2 separate regions of the Capra hircus genome follow, and region 1 is linked to region 2. Evidence: chromatin contacts called from public Hi-C data. All regions are on one chromosome and are shown on one strand. The core of a region is the stretch at or near the end of the contact, and the rest is flanking DNA. Distances in the headings are between cores, read along the strand shown. Region 1 has its middle 17 kb from the start of TBC1D23. Region 2 overlaps CMSS1 (protein CMSS1).

Region 1 (5,322 bases), core at 45-2,544, 440 kb before region 2:
ATTGTTAGTTCCTGCAGCATCGTTTACAATTTCTCTTTGGACAAGTTCTTTCTGTGGTTGTTTATTGAGCACTTCAGCACGCATCAATATTAACTTCTGTTTGAGACCTGGGTGGAGATGACCTTCTCTGTCTCCCATCTTCCTATTTACACCTGTTCTACTCTCTTATGCAGTGAAAGCCCAGCCCATCACTGTGATTGTCAGTCTTCTGAGCAGTGGACTAACCCGAAGTGAAAGGGAAAGTGTTTTTTCAGTCGTGTTTGACTCTTTACCACCCTGTGGACTGTCTCTGTCCATGGAATTCTCCAGGCAAGAATTCTGGAGTGGGTAGCCATTCCCTTCTCCAGGAGATCTTCCTGAGCAAGGAACTGAACACGTGTCTCTTGCATTGCAGGCAGATTCTGTACCATCTGAGCCACCAAGGAAGCCCAAGGAGTTTTTTAAAGTGTGGGAATATATCCTCAGGGATTCTGACTCTGCTGATTTAGGATCAGACCCAAGCACAAGGGTGTTCTGAACGTTCCTTGGGTGATGCTAATGTGCAATCAGCATTAAGTACCATTGGCCAAAATTAATCTTGAAACAGAAACTCTATTTGGAGAACTGCAGAACATCTGACTTCTGGAAATCAAAGCCTGGGTGGTTGCAGTGGCCCTTGTCTCTTAGATGGTGTCTGAGTTGCTTCGTTCACAAAGGTAGAAGCTGAAGGCAGACATCATAAAGGGTGATGGCTGAAGCATCACCCTGAATCAAGGCTGATCACTTTGGACCCTAGCACTTGCTTGTAGGAAATAGCTTGATCACTTGAACAGCTGGAGTAGGGCAGGTGTTCATGCACAAGCAGACTAAATGCTTCTGGGGACCTATACTAACTTTCAGATTCTGTTCTCTGTCACTCATGTGTCTCAAAGACTTTCAGAACAAGCAAGTATGCTTTTAGGAGTTTAATGCATGGGGCACCTGAGGCCCTGGAAGGTTTATGCTTTATGCTGAAGGTTTATGGTTTATGCTGAAGAATATTCTTTAGCACAGTCCAGCTCCCTGGACTCCTGACTCCCAGAACTCCTGACTCCCAAACTCCAGAGGTTATCACCAGCTGTCCTACCTGAAGAAGGGCCTGAGTCCTAGTCCTGGCTCGGCCACTGAACAGATAGATGTGGGCCTCTTAAATCACCTCTTCACTCAGGGCTTTCGTTCCCTCCTTCCCTCGGATGAGCTCAGTTAAACCGTAGCCAAACCCCCTTCAGCATGAACAAGTGACACTAGGTGGCACTCATGTAACTCCGATGGGGAACGCTTGGCCCATGTGGGCTGTCAAGCTCCTGCCCCTGAAAAGATCCAAGGACAGGCGAAGCGCAGCTTGGGAAACAATGCATTTTATGAGGACTTCTTGGGCCTCGTTTCACCAAGACTTTTTGAATCTGTGAATGTCTGTTGTGTTTTACCAGATACTTTTTACTAATGTACTTCAGATTTCATATTCCTCTCCTTTTCATCATCTCAAATCTTTAAATGTTGTAGAGAAAACTATTCCCCATGGCTTAGCTACACACACATGCTTGTGTGACATAAAAGCGTGTGCTATTACCTTGCCAAGTTCTCCCTGTCATGTGCCACTACACGAGTAACTTCTAGGAAAGAGACTCGCTGTCCCAGCACCGAGCTTCAAGCAAATGGGATTCTTCCCTGCAACGAGTCGCCACTGGACACGGTGACCCAGACGTGGCTTTTGTTTGAAGCCTTGCTCCCCACAGCTGGTTTGTTCTCATGTTTCCAAGATGTTCATTCTGGTCCAGGTTCATTTCAAGTATGCAGTCTGGCTCAGCTTGAATTCAGGCCTTGAGCTTCATGATCAGGATATTATCTCAAAGGTGATGCTTTCTTCACTGACAAAAGTCACCTAAAACATCTTTCAGATGCTTCTTCACTCAAGGACCAGAGTAGTAGTGTGCAAGGATAAAAGTGAAAGTGTTAGTTGCTCAATCATGTCCAACTCTTTGCAACCCCATGGACTGTAGAAACAACAGCTGCTGCTGCTGCTGCTGCTAAGTCACTTCAGTCGTGTCCGACTCTGTGCGACCCCATAGACGGCAGCCCACCAGGCTCCCCCGTCCCTGGGATTCTCCAGGCAAGAGTACTGGAGTGGGTTGCCATTGCCTTCTCTGAGAAACAACAGACTGTTTCCAAATAGGAAAAGGAGTGCGTCAAGGCTGTATATAATCACCCTGCTTATTTAACTTATATGCAGAGTACATCATGAGAAACACTGGGCTGGAGGAAGCACAAGCTGGAATCAAGATTGCCGGGAGAAATATCAATAACCTCAGATATGCAGATGACACCACCCATATGGCCGAAAGTGAAGAGGAACTAAAGAGCCTCTCGATAAAAGTGAAAGAGGAGAGTGAAAAAGTTGGCTTAAATCTCAACATTCAGAAAACGAAGATCATGACATCCGGTCCCATCGCTTCATGGCAAATAGATGGAGAAACAGTGGAAACAGTGGCTGACTTTATTTTTGGGGGCCCCAAAATCACTGCAGATGGTGACTGCAGCCATGAAATTAAAAGATGCGTATTCCTTTGAAGGAAAGTTATGACCAACCTAGACAGCATATTAAAAAACAGAGACTACTTTGGCAGCAAAGATCCATCTAGTCAAGGCTATGGTTTTTCCAGTAGTCGTGTATGGATGTGAGAGTTGGACTATAAAGAAAGCTGAGCACTGAAAAATTGAAGCTTTTCAACTGTGGTGTTGGAGAAGACTCTTGAGAGTCCCTTGGACTGCCAGGAGATCCAACCAGTCCATCCTAAAGGAGATCAGTCCCGGGTGTTCACTGGAAGGACTGAGGTTAAAGCTGAAACTCCAATACTTGGGCCACCTCATGCAAAGAGCTGACTCATTGGAAAAGATCCTGATGCTGGGAAAGATTGAGGGCAGGAGGAGAAGGGGATGACAGAGGATGAGATGGCTGGATGGCATCACCGACTTGATGGACATGGGTTTGGGTGAGCTCCAGGAGATGGTGATGGACAGGGAGGCCTGGTGTGCTATGGCTCATGGGGTCTTAAAGAGTTGGACACGACTGAGCAACTGAACTGAACTCGACTGCAGGCTGCCAGGTTCCCTCTGTCCATGAGATTTCCTAAGCAAGAATACTGGAGTGGGTTGCCATTTCCTTCTCCAATCCAAGGGTATAGCAACAAAATAAACGTAGAGGACCTAAGTTTGGCATCCAAACCTGTGAGATCTGAGATTTAAGAAGTTTCATATTGTTAATTCATCTTGGGAGTAATAGGTAGATTTCAGTGACTTCACCCTCAATATAAAGGATCTTGAACTTGCATGAATGTCCTGGGTGAATTATAGTCATGACTTCCCAATGTAGCATGGTGTTAGAGTCAGAGTAAGGAAGTGAGGGTACATATGTGTGCACACTGGTGGACTATGAAGAGCTAAAGCCAAATGCTAATAGCAGTGGTGTTATGGGTAGCTTTCACTGTCATCTGTATCAGTTCAGTTCAATCGCTCAGTCGTGTCCGACTCTTTGCGACCCCATGAATCGCACGCCAGGCCTCCCTGTCCATCACCATCTCCCAGAGTTCACTCAGACTCAAACTCATCTGTATACATTTCTGTATTTCTCAAATTTCATTTAATGACTATGAAATTGTTTTTGCATTTTATTATTTCAAAGTTCAAGAGAAAAAAGAGGGAAAGAGAAAAGAATGATCAAGCAGGTTTCAGTAAAGAAACTGTTATTTGTAACTTACCTTGTTTGTGGTTTCTTTTTTTTTAAAAGAAACTAATAATAGTATGATTTCAAAAGGGGATTGTACTGTTTTGCCGCTGCTGCTAAGTCGCTTCAGTCGTGTCCGACTCTGTGCCACCCCATAGACAGCCTCCCATCAGGCTCCCCTGTCCCTGGGATTCTCCAGGCAAGAACACTGGAGTGGGGTGCCATTGCCTTCTCCAATGCATGAAACTGAAAAGTGAAAGTGAAGTCGCTCAGTCGTGTCCGACCCTCAGCGACCCCATGGACTGCAGCCTACCAGGCTCCTCCGTCCATGGGATTTTCCAGGCAAGAGTACTGGAGTGGGTTGCCATTGCCTTCTCCAATGCATGAAACTGAAAAGTGAAAGTGAAGTCGCTCAGTCGTGTCCAACTCTTAGCGACCCCATGGACTGCAGCCTACCAGGCTCCTCCGTCCATGGGATTTTCCAGGCAAGAGTACTGGAGTGGGGTGCCATCGCCTTCTCCAGTACTATTTCGCTAGGATGTAGAAATTACTTGACTCTGGGGTGATCCACTGACAGTGAAGTAACATCTGGAAACACCTCACATTAACATTACAATTTTCCTAAACATACATGAAAGGAATTGCTAAAATGAATACAAATATTTAGAATAATTTTTAATTCTCCTCTTGTTTACACAATATGTACTATGTTAAGGGTGAAGCTGTTTTCAACTATGATGTTTTACTTTTCTGCTTTATGCTAATTCTACAAAGCTTGGCAGATCCCCAACTGTGACTTCTTTTAGGACTTTTTGTTGCCACTCTTCATTCTGCTTAACATTCCCCCGGGGGTAAAGAGCACCAAGCTTGGAAACGATCTGGAGCAAGGTTCTAATCCACCTTTGGTACAGCCCAGGAGTGTAAGCACGGTCAGCTTACTTCAGTGTCGTGGGTTTCAGGTTTTCCATTTCTAAAGTGAAGCATGGTTGTTTTTATTATCTCTACCACCTCAGTTATTATAGGTATAAAATAAGATAATGGACGTGACAGGAGTCAAAATTCTATAGTGAGTTCTTTTGGAAACAGATGGTGAGATAAAGTTAGGAGTGAAAAAGGTTTTCTGAGGGTGTGACCCTCGTAAAAGGAAAGAGGAGTGAACAGGATTGAGGAGGGGAGTGGTCAGAGGGCAATGCTTTCTCAGCAGCCCAACAGGGAGCACAGAGCTCTGATGGCCAGTTTCCAGAGTCCGTGTTGGATGGGAATGGCCGGTTCATACACCACTGCCTCGCTCAGTCATTGCCTCGGGGGCTAATCTCATGAAGAGAGTGACTTCAGCTCCAGCACAGAGCAGGTTGTGGAAGGAGCTGACAGCCTCTAGTTCAGTGTCTAACCACACTTCTTGAAGCTGAATAGCAAGTCCTTTCTGGAAAGGAGGATGTGAGCAATAGATCTCACGTCTGCCACACTGGGCCCTAACACGATTCTACTTGGGGTCACCACTTGAGACAGGTGTACATTATATGTCAAGATTATGAGTTCCCTTCTTCTGACCACAGACTTCTGTCCTTTGATACTGTCCACTC
Region 2 (5,333 bases), core at 1,930-4,429:
ACTTCAGAACAGATGCTACTGTAAAATAGTTAAACTATTGGATTTAACACCACACCTCTAATACAACCTTCACTTGTGTTGCTGGTGATCTTTCTACAACCCTGTCCTGACCATGGCAATTCTCCAGTCCCTCGCCTCAAAAGCACACTTATTTGGCATTTACATTACTGAGTAGCACAAATCCAGACTTTCAGTCAGGCCTCCACCTGTCACCTCCTCTCCCTTTGAAACTCTGGACGTAATGGGCGCCCTCAGCAGGACACTGGACTGGCCATCTCCTCACACACCACAGGCCTTCTAGCGCCAGGCCTTTGCTCATGCTGTTCCTTGGACAATAATGCTCTTCTCTCTTTGTTCCTTTACTGAAATCTTACTCCTACCTCAAGTGTCGATTCCTCCAGAAAATTCTTTATTTTTCTCGATTTTCCTGAGTTTCCAAATCATTTCTGTTTGTACTTTTATTATAGCACTTAATTTTGCCTCATTCTAGTCTTTTGTCACCCCTCTTACACTATAATCCTATAATCTCTTGAGTAAGAATAAGCTGTCATTTATTTTTTGAAACTCTCATATTAATGTTTCTCAAAATGATCGCATTTATCAGAATTACCAAGACCTCCACAGATTTCCACATCCCCAGACCTGTGAAATCCAGTGCAAGAATGTGCATCTTAACAAGCTGCCTGGCTCATTCTTGGGTTTATAAACATTAAGAACCACTGTACTACATTATCCAGGACTTAAATATTGCTGGTAACAGGAGCTCAGCAAAAGTGCACAGGTCTAACAACACACCTGGGGGCCACAGTTGACTTGCACTTGTTGTTTTCATAGAATCACTGAATGTCAGGGTCAAAAGACTTTATAGATGGTATAAATGCTTCATTTTTGAACAATTAAAAGACAGGACAGAATATGTTTTCAAATAAACTCTAAAAAAGAAAGACAATGAATAGACTAAGTAGGATGAGGGCAGAAAAGGATGTGTGAAGGTTTTCTGGGCCAGGGGTGGTTAGAAACACAGCTCAGTACCTGGCACTACCTGGTCAGCTGCTGCAACTGCTATGCTTAGCAATATGTTTCCAAGAATTAACTGGAGAGATGGGAGAGCAAGAGATAAAGCAGAAAAACAAGAAATGTAAAATAACCAAAGAAGACAAGTTATCGTTATGATCAAGAAATGAGTACCTGAAGAACAAAAAGAAAGAAAAAGTACAAGTAAAAAAGAAAAGAAAAAAGTAAAGATAATAATGTTGACATTAGTAACAACTAGCACTTTGGATGCGCCAGGGACTTTCCTACACAGTATCTCTACCCGCTAAGGAACTTGCAAGTAGGCAGTCTAATCCTAAGGGTTACAAGATGAGGAAACTAAGGTCGGCCACAGGCTGACTGGCTTGGTCAAGAGCACACAGATAGTGGTGCCAGAACCAGAATCGAGACCCACCCAGGTCTACCCGGCTCCACACCCAGTGCTCTAGTCACTAACCCAGGGCTGTTGTAAAATATAAGCTGGAGAATGATTTTTAAAAGTTACTTGGGTGTATGTAAGGGAAGGAGAAAGACAGGAGTGGGTACCAAAATAGAAGAAAAAGAAAAAAGCTGAGCTGAAAAACCTGACAGATGAATAAAAAGAAAGGGGATAAACAAAACAGTTCAAGGTTAGTATATCTGAACATTCTGTTTCTAAATGGGATGCTATGTGTCTGAACACAAAAATGGAAGTAACTAGGTTAGGAAGGATTTTTGAAAACTGTACTTCAATGCTTATTCTTGGACTACCCATGGTGTAATTACCACAGAAAGATTGGGAGGTGACTAGGTACAACCACAAACCATGTTACATTATAAAATGAAGGCATCAATTTCCTCTAGCCTTCACCTCAGAAACTGGACAACTCTTAAATATAAATCACAGCACTGCAGTTCTATTTAAATCCAAACGTTCTCTCACAAGACATTAGTGGGAATGAGCTAATGAAACTACAGAGTTTCCTTTTGAAGGACCGTTTGCCATATAAAACTAAAATTTTAGTGACAAAGTTTTATTGTATAATGAGGAAGTTCTGAGAAAATCAAGAGAAAAACGCCAAAGCAGCATATGAAATTCTGGGCTATCTGCCAGATTCATTATCTGCTGTTTCCTTTAAAAAAAAAAAAAATTAGCAGTGATTTACCAAACAATACAAAAGACAAAAGGCAATTATATTCCAAAGACATTTTTTCTCATTTTAGCATTTCCTTCTTTTCATCACCATATCCATCATCATTACTTATGTACTTTCCCATAAACAGAGATAAAAACAAAAATACAAAACACTGTCATTCTGATAACACCAGGGCCTTGACCAAAGCATTCCATAGCTGGGTCCCTAAGCGAGTCAGGCAGCCCTGACTCCGCCCCTCCCTTGCCTACCCCAGTGACCACAGATGAAAACCACTCAAGGTCTCTGGAAGTCCTGAGCCTTTCAACCTCTAGAGTTAAAGGTGTAGTGAGGGCCCTGCAGTCCCTGGAGTCAAGAACACTCCTGAGGGAACACAGCTTTCTTACACAATATGTTGCCAATACATCTCCAAAAAGTTCAAAGTACTTACACAATTAATTTCATTTAGAGAAAAGGAAACATTCTGATTCCAGCTGTGTAACTAGGATCTGATAGTTTCCTCATACAAGGAAACTAATTTTGTTCCAGTGTTTGCCCTCCAGTATAGTGTGAAGGAGGACAAGGATCAAGTAGAAATTGGATTGCAGAACTGAGATTTTGAATAAAACATTTTCCCTTTCAGTACTTCTTTTGGTCATTAAGGCTCACTGCTATCTAATGACTTGCTGTAATCATAATCATATAGATAGCTCGGTTTCTTTTAAGAACCTACAGGCTAAACAAGCTAACATTTTAAGAACTTAATGAATTCTCCTTTTCTTTCTACTGTTACCTAAATATAAGTGAGGCCTCTGCCTCACTGAACTCAGCATCTTTTAAACTTGTAATCCATTCCAAACCCCAATCTCCATGTTAAACTGAGTTAAACATTAAAAAAAAAAAAAAAAACCCACAAACTTTTCTTCTATGAATGAGCTTTCCAACTTGCTTAATCTCCTCCAAGACATCTGCTTTCTGATGAAACCCAGGAACCTCCAATTCTTAATCACTGTGTGGTCTTAAAAGAGCCATATGCATCGATTCCTCCTTCAATATGCTCTCCAAATTCGGATAAAGCTTTCTTGGAGCTATTTGACACAGTGTTCTATAAAAATGATCCAAGAGATGACACATTTTAAAGCTCTCTACCTCATTTACTGAAACATGTCCAAGTATAAAATTCATACAAACAAAAAAAACATAGCTTTTTTCTTTAAGATTTGGGAATGAAATTTAGAGTTGTCCTAATAATATAACTAGCCTCTGCTGCCATCTAAAGGTAAAAACTATGAAGTGAGATCAAGAGTTATCAAGAAAACCAAAATTAACTTGCAGAATCAATGGTGTAGAAACAATGGGAACCCAGTAACTTTCAGGCAGCTGACCCTACCAATGACTATTCCAAGCCATGTTGTCTTTACAAACATGTATCAGTATAGCTCACCAGAAACAAGACCCATAAATACTGTCTTCAATACCAATTAGTTTATTGGACAGATTTCAGTTCTGACTAACCTGCTCATTCCACATTCCTAGACAATCTGAGTCGGGAGATTTTGAGATGGGATCTGCGCATCTGCAGTGCTTTAAAAGCCCCACAGGTGGTTCTGATGAGCATCTAGGACCACTGGGCCACGAAACACTAGCTTCTACAGTACTAAACCTCCCACACCCAAGCAGACAAGAGTTCTAGGTAGAAAGAAACCTTAAAGCTTATTATCTAAATGAGATTCAACTATGGCAGTGTTTATCAAAGTATGTCAGGCTGACCACCCTGCATCAGATAAATCACCTTGAGAGTTTATTTAAAATGCAGATTCCTGGGTGTATCCATAGACATTTAAATGAATTACAGTTTCCAGAGGTAAGGCCCAAGAATCCACAATTAAAGTAGAATCCCAACACAGATTTTTGTACACTAAACAGGACAACCGATCTAATTCTTGACAAAGGTAAAGGACATCACTGAAACCTATTTTGTAGAGGCTATTATTAATGCTGTGGTTATAAGGTCAGCCGACTTACTCATGGTTTGCACAATATGTTGATGTTCACAGAACTGTCCTGATCTCTTCAGTATTTATTTCCTTTTTATCCTTTAATATAACTTAGTGTGTGTTTTTTTTTAAACTATATACTTCTTAATTACAGAAAATGTAGTGTACAGAGAAGATATAAGAAAAATGGAAAACACTATAACTCCACTAACCAGAGTTAACCACTGATTTGTTGTTGTTCAATCACTAAGTTGTGTCTCACTCTTTGCGACCCCAGGGACCGAAGCTTGCCAGGCTTTCCTGTCCTTCCCTATCTCCTGGAGTTTGCTCAGACTAATGTCCATTGAGTCTGTGATGCCATCAAACCATCTCATCCTGTGTCGTCCCCTTCTCCTATTGCCCTCAATTTTTCCCAGCATCAGTGTCTTTTTCCAATGAGTTGGCTCTTCGCATCAGGTGGCCAAAGTACTGGAGCTTCAGCTTCAGCCATCAGTCCTCCCAGTGAATATTCAGGGTTGATTTCCTTTAGGATTGGCTAGTTTGATCTCCCCACTGGTGTATTTTCTCCTCAAATATACACAGTTAAAGCATGTATACAGTTTTAAATCCTGCTTTTAACATTTCCAGTAAACAGTTTTCTATATCTTCAAGAGCATCATTATTTAAAGACAGCATAATATTTTCATGTGATTACAGTGTAATTCATTTACTCTATACTGATTATTACAGCCTTAAACTATGTCCATTTTTCATTGTTATAAATAATGTTAAAACAAAGAGCCTTGCCTGCATTTGTGATTATTTCCTGGCAGGAGAATGGTATCAGAGTATCAATATTTCATTTGCTATGCTTGCTGTGCTGTGCTTAGTCTCTCAGTCATGTCCAATTCTTTGTGACCCCATGAACTGTAGCCCACTAGGCTCCTCTGTCCATGGGGATTCTGCAGGCAAGAATACTGGAGTGGGTTGCCATGCTTAGGATTAAGTATTAAAAAAAAATGTCAGTAAGAACACTAAAGCCTAACAACTCTCCTAGTGCCTAGGCATAGAGAAGGCTGTACCAAAAGAAAGCATATTCCTCATATTATTTTATTGAAGGATTCATATTTTATAGCCAAGTCTGTGTAGTATTTATTTGAAAACCTAAATGTGGTTGCTATTAATAGTTAGGGGGCACTTAAAATAAGTGAAT

Evidence for each region. A called contact is a pair of places that touch in the nucleus more often than the background predicts.
Region 1: a Hi-C map of liver shows a contact between it and region 2, with 4 times the contacts expected there. The contact joins two enhancer-like sites. A contact is called at or near these places in 2 of 5 Hi-C or Micro-C datasets (blood and liver).

Annotation. Positions count from the first base shown.
Region 1 is chr1:44,335,448-44,340,769 of ARS1.2, reverse strand. No RefSeq gene overlaps it. Among named protein-coding and RNA genes, the nearest start is that of TBC1D23, 17 kb to the left of the region's middle. Within about 2 kb of position 1,294, at least 2 of the 5 cell types and tissues checked have an H3K27ac peak or open chromatin away from gene starts, as enhancers often do.
Region 2 is chr1:43,894,102-43,899,434 of ARS1.2, reverse strand. The region is part of intron 1 of CMSS1 (protein CMSS1); the gene reads right to left. Among named protein-coding and RNA genes, the nearest start is that of CMSS1, 16 kb to the right of the region's middle. Within about 2 kb of position 3,179, at least 1 of the 5 cell types and tissues checked has an H3K27ac peak or open chromatin away from gene starts, as enhancers often do.